Linked DNA regions of Mus musculus: all the other regions are linked to region 5. The links are chromatin contacts, called in public Hi-C and HiChIP or PLAC-seq maps. All regions are on one chromosome and are shown on one strand. The core of a region is the stretch at or near the end of the contact, and the rest is flanking DNA. Distances in the headings are between cores, read along the strand shown. Region 1 has its middle 23 kb from the start of Gm39565. Region 2 has its middle 35 kb from the start of 1700010I14Rik. Region 3 overlaps Pacrg (PARK2 co-regulated). Region 4 has its middle 21 kb from the start of Gm39565. Region 5 holds the start of 4930452A19Rik (RIKEN cDNA 4930452A19 gene).

The links. Hi-C and Micro-C count contacts between places; a contact is called where the count stands out from the background. HiChIP or PLAC-seq counts read pairs in DNA pulled down with a chosen protein or histone mark.
Region 1: an H3K4me3 HiChIP or PLAC-seq map of bone marrow-derived macrophages shows a contact between it and region 5, with 4 times the contacts expected there. The contact joins the enhancer-like site here to the promoter of 4930452A19Rik in region 5. A contact is called at or near these places in 5 of 484 Hi-C or Micro-C datasets (Th1 cells, cerebellum, forebrain and 2 more) and 4 of 115 datasets of contacts at active chromatin or transcription factors (bone marrow-derived macrophages, cardiomyocytes, kidney and 1 more).
Region 2: a contact with region 5 is called in an H3K27ac HiChIP or PLAC-seq map of stem cell-derived neural progenitor cells. The contact joins the enhancer-like site here to the promoter of 4930452A19Rik in region 5. A contact is called at or near these places in 1 of 39 promoter capture datasets (hippocampal neurons), 8 of 484 Hi-C or Micro-C datasets (cerebellar granule neurons, cortical neurons, embryonic stem cells and 3 more) and 9 of 115 datasets of contacts at active chromatin or transcription factors (embryonic basal ganglia, embryonic forebrain, embryonic hindbrain and 6 more).
Region 3: an H3K4me3 HiChIP or PLAC-seq map of embryonic basal ganglia shows a contact between it and region 5, with 5 times the contacts expected there. The contact joins the enhancer-like site here to the promoter of 4930452A19Rik in region 5. A contact is called at or near these places in 12 of 484 Hi-C or Micro-C datasets (the AML12 cell line, the C2C12 cell line, the N1E-115 cell line and 8 more), 7 of 115 datasets of contacts at active chromatin or transcription factors (astrocytes, craniofacial prominence, embryonic basal ganglia and 4 more) and 2 of 9 other capture datasets (embryonic stem cells and embryonic trunk).
Region 4: a Hi-C map of bone marrow-derived macrophages shows a contact between it and region 5, with 17 read pairs. The contact joins the enhancer-like site here to the promoter of 4930452A19Rik in region 5. A contact is called at or near these places in 1 of 484 Hi-C or Micro-C datasets (bone marrow-derived macrophages) and 4 of 115 datasets of contacts at active chromatin or transcription factors (bone marrow-derived macrophages, embryonic midbrain, microglia and 1 more).

What each region holds. Positions count from the first base shown.
Region 1 is chr17:10,393,645-10,396,344 of GRCm38.p6, reverse strand. No RefSeq gene overlaps it. Among named protein-coding and RNA genes, the nearest start is that of Gm39565, 23 kb to the right of the region's middle. Within about 2 kb of position 1,259, at least 56 of the 459 cell types and tissues checked have an H3K27ac peak or open chromatin away from gene starts, as enhancers often do. A contact at or near this core is called in bone marrow-derived macrophages, cerebellum, forebrain and 2 more, where this site is marked.
Region 2 is chr17:9,022,453-9,025,152 of GRCm38.p6, reverse strand. No RefSeq gene overlaps it. Among named protein-coding and RNA genes, the nearest start is that of 1700010I14Rik, 35 kb to the right of the region's middle. Within about 2 kb of position 1,357, at least 27 of the 459 cell types and tissues checked have an H3K27ac peak or open chromatin away from gene starts, as enhancers often do. A contact at or near this core is called in cortical neurons, neural progenitor cells, oligodendrocyte precursor cells and 2 more, where this site is marked.
Region 3 is chr17:10,743,920-10,746,619 of GRCm38.p6, reverse strand. The region is part of intron 2 of Pacrg (PARK2 co-regulated); the gene reads left to right. Among named protein-coding and RNA genes, the nearest start is that of Gm16169, 63 kb to the left of the region's middle. Within about 2 kb of position 1,364, at least 82 of the 459 cell types and tissues checked have an H3K27ac peak or open chromatin away from gene starts, as enhancers often do. A contact at or near this core is called in astrocytes, cerebral cortex, cortical neurons and 4 more, where this site is marked.
Region 4 is chr17:10,349,280-10,351,996 of GRCm38.p6, reverse strand. No RefSeq gene overlaps it. Among named protein-coding and RNA genes, the nearest start is that of Gm39565, 21 kb to the left of the region's middle. Within about 2 kb of position 1,291, at least 1 of the 459 cell types and tissues checked has an H3K27ac peak or open chromatin away from gene starts, as enhancers often do. A contact at or near this core is called in bone marrow-derived macrophages, where this site is marked.
Region 5 is chr17:9,774,561-9,777,297 of GRCm38.p6, reverse strand. It overlaps 4930452A19Rik (RIKEN cDNA 4930452A19 gene), which reads left to right and starts at 1,432. Exons shown (of 4, transcript NR_045433.1): 1 at 1,432-1,455; 2 at 2,212-2,419.

The DNA of each region.
Region 1 (2,700 bases), core at 10-2,509, 620 kb before region 5:
GACAGTCTCTGCTGCAAGAAATGGCTAGGCCATGAGTTGTAGTTAGTTTACCGTATGCTTGGCCAGAAGGTGACAAAGGATGTCATGCCCTCCCGCACTGTTCAAAGCATCCTGCATTCCTTCTCTGTGTGTCTTTGTATCTTTACTCTCTCTCTCTCGCTCTCTCTCACACACACACACACACACACACACACACATACACACACACACATACACACACACAAACACCCACATACACACACACATGCATACACACACACACAGACACACAAACACACATGCATACACACACATACACACACACACAAACACACACATACACACACACACACACACAAATGATACACAGCAGTCATGTGACAACTCAGAATGGATCAGGATAAGGTCATTAGCATACCCCTTGTCTCACTCATTTATCATTTCTTGGTGTCGGGTGTCACAATGACTTTGCCTCTCCCTACCACCCCAAAACTGACCTTGGCAGCCCTTGCTTCGTGAGGTTCAGACCAAGAGAACACTCTTTATTTTTTTTTTTTAATTTTATTTTTATAGTTATTTTATTTCATAAATATGCATACTTCATTTGCATGTATGCCTGTGTACATGTATGTGCCTGATGCCTGCAGAGGTCAGAAGAAGGCACTGAACCCACTGGGACTGGAATTATAGATCATTCTGAGTCACCATATAGGTGTTTGAACCTCAATTCTTTTCAAGAACATGTGCTCTTAACTAATAAGCCCCCAAGAGAGCTCTCTTGGTTCTGGGTTTCCCTGGATCCTTTCCCTGGGTCCTTTTCTCCTGTGGGCTTGGGGGACTCATCCTGAACTAGAATTTAGACACCATGCAGCCAGGAGACCTGGGTCAAGTGCCTTAAGCTCTGTTTCTCTCTTGTAAAATGAAGTATTGGGGTTATCGCTTCTGCAAGTCCCCTCCAAACGATAGAATTCTGTCATCAAACCCATGTTAGCAAGAGCCTGGAGAATAATGGTCATTTCTTTCCTGCTTCCCTCTGAGGGCCCTTAGAAGGTAGCAAACAGCCAGAATGGCCTTAATCTGGGGCACTCTTGAGGGAGTCCATCCCTTAGAGATGCACTGTCCCTCCCTACTTCCTTCGCCAAAGCTTTTCTCAGAGAGGAAGTGGGACTCTGCCCAAGGTTGTTTGCCGGGGCCTGGGAACTCACAGTCCCCAAGTGTGGCCAGGGTGAGGAGCAGTGTGTGCCAGCCCACAGCCCTCCTGGAGTCCCTGGGGCACCACTGCCAAGAGCTGCTTTTACCAGAACTGACAGGGGCCGGGCCGCCAGGGCTTTCCCACAGCCCCTCTCAGCTGGAAAGATGCTTGCCATGGCAGTCACACAGGGGCTTGCCTTTGTCTTCCCGGACCTTCTCGTCCATGAGACTTTTCTTCCTCTAATCCTTGCTGGCCTGATCTCCGCATCCCAGTACCCAGGCTCTGTCCCTGGCGACCTCTCAGCAGAAATCACACTGGGCCCTCTTACTCATCGCTTCCTTCTCCTTGTATTTCATATCCTCTCTCTCTCTCTCTCTCTCTCTCTCTCTCTCTCTCTCTCTCTCTCTCTCTCACACACACACACACACACACACACACACACACACACACACACACACACAAAACTGGCTTCAGGAAGACAGTTTCAAATTTGGGACTGGCCCTGTGACTGTCCATCATACTAAAGAAGTAGGGTTGAGTAACTGGAAGTGAGACAAGCAGACGAAGGCAACTTTCAGGCACAGGCATAGACCGTGTGACACAGACCTGGCACAAGGGGGTTCCAAAGAAGACCCCTTCCTGTGCTCATAACACAGTTCCACTTGGGAATCATGTTCCTGACGGAGTGGGCTTCAACACTGCATTTAGGCTAGCATGGGAGAGTGGAAGACAGAGGCCTCAGTTTCTTATGCACCCTGGAGGAGGGGGGAGACGTTGGCAACCAGGGCCAAGGCCCCTCCTCAGCCGCTGATTTCTCTGGCCATTTTTACTCCACGTACTCTCTTCTCTTTCTTTCCTTCTCTTTGGCATATACCAAAGATGCCCTGTAAAGTTCCTTATCTTACATCTCCACAGAAGATAGACCATCCATCCCATCAAGATGAGTGGCTGTCAAAGAAGGGACATGTCGGTGGGACTGGGCAGAACAAGTAGGCCTGAGAAGGACAAATGCCACTCTGAGGAAAACAGTATGGGATTTCTTTGATTCTCAGTCGCCACCAGGGCAGGCCCAGGAGCATAGGTGCTGGGCTATGTAGAGCCAGGTCGTGGACTGCTGTGCAGCCCTTTCTGGTTCTGTACTGATCACATGCAAACTGTCTGAGCTAAGATGGTCTCAGTACAAAGCTCTCCCCACTCTTAACCGCAGCCACTCAGAGCTCTGTCTCCTCCCACCAACCAAGGCCAGTTCACTAGAAAGACAGACTGTGCTGCCCGTCCCCCATCCCCACTGCAGACACATCTCAAAACAGCCTCACCCACCCAGTGGACAAGACTGTCCCAGAAGCCTGTGGGGATGACTGTGGGGCTCATCCTAGATGGACCCCAAAACTGTACTGAGCAGGAGAGAGCATGCAGCTCATTCCAACCACACTAGGTTCCAGGAGAGACAGAATCTATGTGGAGAAAGAAGATGCAGGAGGCCAGGGCGGTGGTTCTAACACATGGGAGGCAGAGGCAGCAGAATCAGG
Region 2 (2,700 bases), core at 108-2,607, 750 kb after region 5:
ATGGAAGAACAATAAAAGATGATTCCCAATATCATCCTCCACACGTGCACACATATATGCAAATGTGCATTCATGCACACACATGCACACACACAGTGGAGGGGAAAATGTCCTCAAAAGTAGCCTTTGGCAGTTCTTTAACATAGAGACAATAGAAACTGCATGGTTTATTCTTCCACATAGAAGAACCTCTCTTGATGCATAGGGTAAGTCTTAGCTAGGGTTGTACTGCTGTGAACAGACACCATGACCAAGGCAACTCTTACATGGACAACATTTAACTGGGACTGGCTTACAGGTTCAGAGGTTCAGTCCATTATCATCAAGTTAGGAGTATGGCAGCATCCAGGCAGGCATTGTGCAGGAGGAGCTGAGAATTCTACATCTTCATTTGAAGGCTGCTAGCAGAATACTGGCTTCCAGGCAGCTAGGATGAAGGTCTTTAAGTCCATGCCTGTAGTGACACACCTACTCCAACGAGGCCATGCCTCCTGATAGTGCCACTCCCTGGACCAAGAATATACAAACCAACACAGGATATTTCAGGCCACACAGTCTCTCATAGGTGAGAAAATCACCAACTTAGAGAGGTCACGAGACCACTTGGGATCGATAAAATTCTGCCTGTAGTTATTTTTATTTTCTGATATTTTAGGAGGTCCTGTTATTGTTATTGTTTTTCATTAGCTTGCAGCCTTTTGAGGGAAGAGATGCTCTGAGGCTGAGAGCACATCCTGCTCTCCCATATAACCAAGATTGGTACCCAGCACCCAGGACCTGCAGGGCAGCTTACAACAGCCTGTAGCCCCAGCTCCAGGGGATCTATTGTCCTCTCCTGGCCTCTGTAGACACCCATGTATGCGCATATAAATAAAATGCAAAATTAAAACTGGTTTTCTAAAACATGTAAAAACCTGGTACTGTTTTGACATCTAGAGATCTCCAGGAAACCACAGGAGAGCTCACAGCCATGAATCATTGATTGTGCTGTGTGTATCTTTTATGTGCATAATTTCTCAGAGAGAGGATATTGGGGGGAGAGAGATGAAAAGACTCACAACAACACAAAGAACAACTGCTTAGTTGAGCTAGATTTTTTTTTTCCAGTGATCTCTTAGAGCCAGGTCCCACTACCAGAAGCTTGCTGGCTGAGGAGTTGGTTAAAAAGCTATGGCTCAGCCCTCGCCTTTGTTTACTCTTGGTGGAGTATTGCTGTTTCTCCTCAAACATCCTCTCCTTCTTACACAGGTGCTAAAGAAAAATGATCTCCCGCCAGGCCACAGCTTCTGCTTGGGGACAGGACTGGCTGGCAGGAAGACAGTCTGTGGAGCGGACCAGCTTCTCTGGGTCCCTGCCAGTAGGAAGAATAAGGCCCTGTGTTGTCCTCTTGCAGGTCCTTCCGCTGTCCACCCCACTCCTCCAGCAGTAGTGGCAGGTGTGAAAGACGGTTGGAACAGTGGGGCGGGGTCTGGAGTGGTCCAAGACAGACATTAATTAGGATGCAGCCTCTCGACCCAGCCACTGCAAACCTTCGTGTACAGATGCTCATGCATCCTGGATAAAATTATGATACCAGGATCTCAAAACGCTCATTTTATACACAGGCAAAATTGCCTGAGAAGTGACAGCTTGGCCTTCCTGTCTCTGTGCTAATGCTTCCTGGGGCGTCCGCCTGGCACTGGGAGGTGAATAAAAATGCAAATCCTACAGAAGGTCCCTGCATGCCTGCTCTCAGAGGACAAGGCCTGGCAGGAGTCCCTCATTCAGCGTGCACCAGCGCGGGGAAGTTCTCTGTGGGAAACCTCAAAAGGTCCTTGTCTGACTCCCACCCTAAGCAGACCTCTGGGGATCCTCAGTGGAACACTGAAAAATGCTTTAAAGTGGGCTGCCCTGACACCTTGTGGCTAATAGGGAGAATTCTGAATGGACACACCTAAGAGCATCTTTATCGTTTCCGATAACAGCGTCCAGACTTCAAATAGAATGTTCCAGAAATAAGAAGGCTGTGGCAGAGCCTTTCAATCTGGCCCCTCATCAACCACCTTCCTGGAGTCCCACAGAGAATTATTTGTAATTCAGTAACAATCTTCCTGGCTCATTTTGTTAATTTGATTTTTCTGAGTCTATTGACCACCTAGTTTCAAAGGTTTTAACAAGAAATTAAATATGCCCTAGATAAGAGAATTTTTTGTCATTAACACTCACCACTAGATACCAACCCTAAATACCAACAAGGATAAAATATTTTTCATTCATTCATTCACTCATTCATTCATTCTCTCTCATGCACACACTATGTATATACATAAGTACGTGTGCATCCCTGCACACACTCCCTACAGGTTGGCTCCAGCAGCAGCTTCCCTTTGCTTTCTGGCATCTTTCCCTCTCACCAAGATTTTGAGGTTTGCTCCTTGGTGTGGTTATGTGGCTCGACAACGTTATTATTGTGTAGCATCTCATTAGGGAAATAGAAAAATCTTAGTATCCAGTCACTATCCGAGGGACATGGAGTTGTGGGAAAGCAGTCAGGTAGAAGGAAGCCTTTCTTCTCCTGGCTCCACCCTTATGGAGATGCTATTGGCAATTGGTAGCTGCTGGGGTAGGGGAGGGAGAGTCATTCTGGGTAGGTGTGGCCTATGGTGGGTTTTCCGTGTTCAAGTAGAGATGCCCACACCCATTCACATAAGGGCAGCACTC
Region 3 (2,700 bases), core at 115-2,614, 970 kb before region 5:
CCTTATATCAGGCATCATGCATGCATACATACAAACATATAGACAGGCAAAACACCAATGTACATGAAATAAAAAAAAAATTTTAAGAAAAAATATTAGGAATGGTGGCCTCTGTCAGCCTTCAGTTTAAACTAATGTCATGGGCATTCTTGTGCTTTTCAGAGTGATTTAAGTATGATAAGTCTGTTTGAAATCACATATTATTCTATGAAAACAATATAGTAGCTTTAAACAAGAAAATAGCCTACAAATAGGGTAAGAACCCCACTAGAGAGACCATCAGGGGATATTCCGAAGAAGTCCTCATGTTCGTGAAAATGCATCTTATGGTGAGAGATTTGTGAAAATGTCTACAACTTCCAGGTTAACAAGGTGACCTCAGCACATCAGCATACTGAGTCCCTTCTTAGGAGAGTGTGACCCTGGCTCTGTTGGACTTACCAGGTTCATAATGTACACCTGGTAGGAGACATGATTCAGCATGTCAGATCTCTTCAATGACATGCCTTTGGTTGTCACTTCTAGTGACCCCAAAATGTATACCATACTGTACCAGGAATGGTCACAGTTTTACTCAGACCTTCAAATGTGATTATACATGCATGCATGCACGCATGCACTCTCACACACACACATTCGCGTACCTACGAACAGGAGACCACAGTTGAAATTCCAGTAGTTGATTCCTTCAGGTAGTCTTAGAGGGCTCACTTTGTCAGGATGATGCAGATCCTAAACTTGTAAGGTGGTCAGAAAATGATTAGGGTCACATTACAGCCCTTGAGCCTTCCCGTGGTAAAAATGCCCACAAAGAATTCAAACAGATATTTTATTAGCGGTGTATAATGTCTCTGAAACAAAAAAACAACAAGCAACAAAACAGGAAACAAATGCATTGAAGAACTGAAAGTTAGTCAAGGGCAAGACCATTCTGATGTGGTTTAACTGGTTTAAACGATTAGTTGACTTAACTTCATGAATCTCGAAATCAATATATTTTAGTAAACTAGAGTCATCTTTAATTTTCTGTGCGGAGCACACAGCATTTTAAGCAACCCTTCATGTCTGACATTTTGGCATACTTCTACTGGTCCAAACCGTTTTCTCTCAAAGACTCCATACTGCCATGAAGGCATTCCTATTTTATGTCTCCATTTTTGGCTGAAAATCCTTGTGGCTGATCTCAGCCTGTTTCCCTAGGTCTTCCCTTAAGAGTTGAGGGGATTAGAGCGTGAGGAGAACAGGAAGAGAGGAGCTTGCCAGTAGGTGGCTCACTTTGAATGTGCTTGGGATGGGATCAGAAATGTCACCCCTCCTCCACTAAGCCTTTGCTTTCTATCCCTGCTGCTTGGAGCCTTTTTCTGTAATGCCTGAGTCATTTGCAGGGGGGTGAAGAGGGGAAGAAAGAGAAGAAAGCCAGCATGCACCAGCCTCCTCAGAGCGTAAGAATAGCATGGCCCCATCTCATTCTGAGTGGTCCCCAAGTGGAGCCTGAACCGAATTCTCTTCTCCACACACAATTGCTTGTTCTTTTGTTCCTTGTGTCCTTAGCAAAGACTGAAAGAACTAAGCCTGTAATACTTGGGCCCTCCTGTGTCACTTAAGGAATAATAGGCCATTGTCTTCATTAAGCCACCCTTGTTTTAGCAAATAGAATCCAGAGCCTGGAGGGAGAACATTTTGAAGGGGGCAGAATCAGAGGAGAGAGGCTTCACTGGATTCCCTAGAGAAACTGTTTTGTTTCTCCTGCTTTATTGCTCCTCACTGAGAAGATTCATATTCAAATGGGCTGAGTCTGTGAATAGTTGCTTGCACATTCTCATGCACCCAGGAAGGCTATGATTATGGCTAATTACAGCGCAGAATGAAACCCTAACAAGAGTGCTCAATCAGATTGTTGTTCATGCATGAAGTAAGTAAGGCTGGCCAATGGAGGTGTGATTCTGGTAATTACAAACATTGTGGCTATTTGAAAAATGCTTAGTAAATCTGTTCAGGACAAAATAAGTTCTAATTAATCACTTTAGACTCTGATTTCTCCAGACGATTCATGTGCACTTTAAAAAAAAGTTTAAGGTCCCCTCAATAAACCAAATCTAAATATAAAATATGCTCATTGTCCACACTTTGTTGGAGGAATGGAACTATGCCGCCTGCCCCATTCCTGTCTTTTCTGGCCATCATATCGAACTTGCCTTTTATGCAACTCGACAGACGGTTCTTTAAAAATAAATGTGTACATATTCTTGTTATTATCTGGCAAACCAAATGATTTATGAAAAATTACTGGAAAACATCAACTGTTAATTTAAACATCCAGATCGATTTAATAATTGTGCTGATGTGTCTAAGAATATTCAGTAGACTGTGGCCCTGGATTATAATACCCAAGGATGTTACAGGCTGAAGAAATGTTATCTTCTCCTAATCCATCACGAGGAACAGGACTGAGGCCGCAATAGCAACAAAGAAATGCCTAGCGAGAACTTTGTGACACAGGCATCCTTCAGAAATAAACTAGGTAGCACGCTCATCTGTGTAGTTCAGACAGTGCACTAGGAAACTTAACAAAGTCGTGTGAGAGCGTTCTCCTCAGAGTTCCTGTATTGCTTTCCTTCCTTCCTGTCATGTGAGGCTCCATCGAAGGCAGGGCAAGAGTGACCTTCCTAGGCTCCAAAGCTGCCTTGGAGAAGGCAAGAA
Region 4 (2,717 bases), core at 42-2,541, 570 kb before region 5:
CTTTCCTCTATCAAGAGTCAGAAAAGCTATTTTCTAGAGAAGACAAGGAATTTTACTATTCTGACAGTGGGATGCAGGCTCCTGTATAGAACACATCTGATTAATTTCTAACAAGGTTGATATTGGAAGATTCAGCTCACCTCTCCAGGGGTCTAGATAACTTTTAAGAGTATAAGGAAGACATAGGGCTGGGAAGACGGCTTAGTGAGTAAAGGGCTTCCCATGCAATCATGGGGACCAGAGTTCAAATCCCAAGAACCCACATAAAGTCAGATGTTTAGGCACACATCTATAATCTCAGAGTGTCTATGGTGAGATGGGAGGTGGCGATAGAAGAATCCCTGGGAACTTACATGGACCAGATAGCCTGGTATATGTGGCACTGAACATCAGGTGGTCTCAAAGACGGTAGAAAGCAAAGACTGGCTCTCAACCGTGTCCTCTGACTTCCATCTGTGAACTGTGGCATGTGTGCACCAGAACAACACACATGCAAACACATACAGAGCATTAGAAAATAAAAAGAGTGCAAGGATGTCCTTAGACAAAAAAAAAAAAAAAAACAAACAAACAAACAAACAAACAAACAAAACACATGTTGAGAAGCCCTGCCTGATTATCCCATCTCCAAACTTCTGCCTGCCCAGCTCACTCCCTTCTATTTGCTGTCCAGCCTTGGAACCACCAAATTCTTTGGCTGCCTCTGTTCACAGATTTCCTGAGGACCATTTTCCTAGACTCTGGCTTGTATGACTTCTCCAGTTCCCTGAGGGACCATGCCTGTATCCTGGGTGATCAGTACCTTTGCTTGGGCTGGGATAGCCAAATTCTTTCTTTCTGAAACACACCCAGAAGGACAGACTAATGTCTCTGGAGCAGTGGGTCACGTAGAGTTGTGGAACATGGTAGAGTCTGGTGGCATATTCTGTTCCAACAGTCTCTGAGGAAGGTGTCTTGGCCTCTCATTAGTTCTCTGTGCTGTTTAAAATGGTTGGTTTGTATCCTATCATCACTTAAGGATGCTTGGGTTTTTGGTTTTGGTTTTGGTTGTTGTTTGTTTTGTTTGTTTGTTTTTTTTAACCACTTAACAAGTAGAAAAAAAAAAACACTTGGATTCCCCACTTTACCTGCTTATAATAATCTACTGACTTACCTTACCAATCCTGTTGACTGGTCAAGTTGCCTGCTCCTGCCCAAAGCTACTGAGAGTTGTCATCTCTGGTTATGACCAGCTGGCCACACATCCCACACTGGCCTCAACAGCCACATCTATGCTGTGGTAGTAGGCGGTTTCTTCTTCCTCTTCCTTGCTTACCACAAACCTACTGAAAGGGAGTCTTCTGCCTCCAATTTCCTGGGTGACATAGGATCCAGGAGGGCCAGGATCTGATGGATCTAGATTATTCCTCTGTTTCAAAGTCTCAGTGAGAGGACAGATAGCCCAAGGGACAGCCACAGACTTCTCCCTAGAAATGAGCAGTCACTTGTGCAGCTAAAGGGAATTTAATTAAAACAAAATTAACATCTGGGTTATAACAGCTCATAAATATAATACCAGAGCGGGGAGGGCAGAGGCAGGAAGATTGTCAGAAGTTTGAGGCCGGTCTGGCCTGCATGATAAATCCCAAGCCACCTTGGGCTGCAGAGTGAGATCCAGTATATTTATGAAAATGTAGGTAGGTAGGTAGGTAGGTAGGTAGGTAGGTAGGTAGGTAGATAGATAGATAGATAGATAGATAGATAGATAGATAGATAGATAGATAGATAGAGACAGACAGACAAACAGACAGACAGACAACACTCATTTGGATGTGACAGGAAGGACATGTGACTTCTGTGCTCATCCCTTAGTATCCCCTCTCTGTCACTTTCTATCAGGGAAGCATGACATGGTGGCTTCTAGAAGGATTAACTTTCCCAGAAATCTGTGAATGTGGCATTATCCAGGTGTCTTGGCAGATATAGCTAACTTCTGGGCATTGGCGTGCAATCATCCTTTCTACTCAAGTGGACACCCATCCAGTGCCGTATAAGACACAGGAGAGGAGGCAGCGGGAGGAGAAGAAAGCTACACAATAAAGGAGGCAGATATTGTGGTGACATGGTCATCAGACACTGGAGGAGGCTGGGTAGAATCTCAGTTCCCGGATGAAGGGGTACTGCTCTGCAGATGGCTTGATCTTAGGCTATCGCCCTTCAGAATGGCAAGAGATTCGTTCTCTTGTAAAGTACCGAGCTTGTGGCTATTTGTCACGGTATCCCTAGGAAAAGAAGCTACTTTCTCAGATGAGAGTGTGATGGTTGTAGAGATGCTCACAGGTTGACGACCCTCTGCTTCCGGAAGGTACCCCAGCATAGCACCATGCTCCTTGTTCCTTGATTGATTCCTGCACACCTATGTTGGTCTCTGTCGCCATTGCTTTCTCTGACCTTCTGGAGTTGCCTGGAGATGTCCACACTTTCTTGGCTGCTGTAGACACTAAAGACACTTGGCTATGATTTTTGGCATGACTTTTGTGGCCCAATGAAAGTATAGAGGAGCTATTCTTCTGACAGACAGTGTGGAGTCCAGAGTGCCCTGGTGTGCAGAACACAATGGCTTATATCACTCCCTCCTTTCTCCCTGGAGTTGGCTGTCCTGGCCTCTGTCAAAGAGTTGGTCATCACCCTTGGCTTGAATCATTCTGTCTTCAGCCCAATGCCCTTCCAGCATCCCC
Region 5 (2,737 bases), core at 183-2,682:
GAAGGTGCCTGCAAAGCAGACTGGAACATGTGGTTCAGGGAATGCAGAGTGGACAGTCTGACTTTTCACCTAACAGCTCTGGCTTGGAAGGAATCAATAGTGATTCAAGTTGCTTTACCCAACTCTTGAGGAATGTAGGGGAGGCGTACTAGAAATGACATGTTTCTGATCTTTTGGAAGGTTTAAAGTAAGACTGTGTCCCCTGAGGGAGAAAATCCTGGGATTTCTGATGTCACCGTCTTTGTAGCGTTAGTGGCAATGGATGAGGAGACACAGCAGACACCTTTGGAACTGGTTTCTGCAGCCAGGTTACAGTAGAGCTGGCATTCTGGACATCCGAGCACACATGGTAGTATTCTCTCTTCGCAGAGATGAAAGCCCCTTTAAAGCTCTCCTCTCTCCTTCCCTTCTGAGGATAGGGCGGAGTTCTGATGGAGCTGCCTCTAAATGTTGGGATTGGATGCAGTTTTGCAAGTAGGACCCTAGTTCCTGTGGCAACTTCTTTACTCTTCTGTTGTCCGTTGGCTCATCCATCTCTTGTGCTGCCTCAAGCAGAGGTCTGGACTGTTTTGAAGCTTTGAAAGTGAAAGAGTACACTTTGCTCCTCAAAGGCTTCTGCTGTGTCTCACTTGCGGGTCCCGTCATTTTTTTTTTTTTTTTTTTTTTTTTTTTTTTTTATCCCTCATTTGCTTCAGTCTTTTCTCATCCAGCATGGACACCGAGCAGGGCCAAACTGGCTCTGTTCCCTTCTCATTCTTGCCCTTGCTTTCAAGCCTCTTTTACTTTTTATGCCAAAAAGAAAGAAAAGAGAAAAGAAGACCGTGTAGGAGGCTGGCATTGCCATGGCAACAACACTGATGGGGGCCTTTGGATTTGAGCTGCACTTGCAGGGAAGTACTGGCCTCAAAGAAGCTAAAAGGAAGAGGAAGCGGGGAGGGCAGGAGGGAGGGAAGAAGGGAGGGAGGGAGAAAGAGATGGAGGGAGGGAGGGAGAGAGGTAGGGAGGGAGGGAGGGAGGGAGAGAGAGAGAGAGAGAGAGAGAGAGAGAGAGAGAGAGAGAGAGAGAGAGGAAAAGAAAAGGAGAGAAAGTCAGACAACAACGGAGGAAGTGGGTAGCAAGTAAGGGTGGCCTAGCAAAACCCTAGATGCATTTGCGGTGACATCACTGCCTTTCCCACAGAGACCATTGACACCGGACGAAGCGTCCATTCAAGTCCCCAAAGCCACTCTCCAGGTCTGGTGGGGGAGCCCCCACTCTCACCCTGAATGCTTTTTTTGTTGGGGAACAGTGGAGCGTTTCTGAAAACTTGCATAAATGACTGAGGAATTCCCTGCCCTTGCCAGGAAGTCCAAGCCACTTGTGAGCTAACAATACGGAACTTTATCTCCTGTCCTATGCTGGAAGTTCCAGCTGTAGGCTCCGAATTCTAATAAGGGCTTTACTCATGCCGCTGAGGTTAGGGTAATATTTTATCCATCTCCTCTTTTCACTGAGACGCAGTCATTGCTGCTGTTGAGAGCCAGAGGCAAGTCCTGAGGACTGAGGTGGATTGGGGTACTAGTGGGGAGGGTGGATCATGGAGCAACTAAGAGGAAGGAAGTCAGAAAATGGTTTTTCTATTATTAGCTTGATGGGCCCACTTGCTGCTTGTGGGACTCTACACTGACAGGGTGAAGAGAAAAAGTTCACAGTGACTAAGGACCCCTGAACTAGAAATATTACTTTAGGACAGGGTCCACTTTTGGAAGAGTGCTCAGTTGTCTCCACATTCGCAAAAAGCGCAGAGGCAAAGACAGATGGCATGCCCAGCATTAGAATGCCTGCGCCTGCTCTGTTAGCTTCCGTCTCTGTGTCTGTAGGAAAATGCCTGTTTATTGTTTAGTGCTTTCCTGTTCCAGATTTGCCAATTCAGCTTTGAAAAGAAGGCTGGCTTTGGGCTAAGTAGGTGTTAAATCCCTGCCATGTAAGTTCTTAGAATATCCCCTGAAAGAGCCAGTAGGTTGGGTCAAGTATGTCCCCAGGGAAGCCCGGAAAGATGTTTTCTAGTAGCTGGATAAAGTGGTGACATTTTAAAGAATGCACAACATGGCAGGTGTTTATTGTCACAAACCCTGTTTCAGTTAATTTTCAAGGGACTCCCCAGGGATGTCTATTCCCAGCCCCTTTGAATATGGCTGCGTCCTGGTGCTCACACTTCTGCCTTTGTTAAAGTCTGACCTCAGGTCTTCCAGGAGCTTAGATCCTGCTGCACAGAACATGAAAGATGGACCCGTCAAGGAGAAGAGAGGAATCTTCTGGGGAGTATGGGGGAGCAGAGCATGTGACCCCTGTGCAGCTGCTTCCTCTTAGAGTTTTCACCCATGAATCACACATTCAACTTCCCGGAAGACGCAGGACGGCCCGACCTACAGAGCAGTATGTAAGAAGAGAAGTAACCAGATTCTACCTGCACTCTTGCCAACCCTAGAAGTTGCTAGGTTCAGGGCTAGGGTCTGCTGGGAAGGCTCAGGAAGACAGGATGGCATGGACAAGGCCATCTCCCCAGAAGCCCTTCTTTCCTGCTGTTTGGAACACTGGCCTCAGGGAAGGGATTGAGACTTGAACACCATTGGGGGCTGTGGCCTCTGAGATGCTACTTTCTCATGTTGTGGATAGTATGAATAAGGGGATCTGGTGCCCACCAGGGGCATGCCAGAGAGGAAAGAAAGAAACAGGAGCAATGGAGATGAGAGTAGGG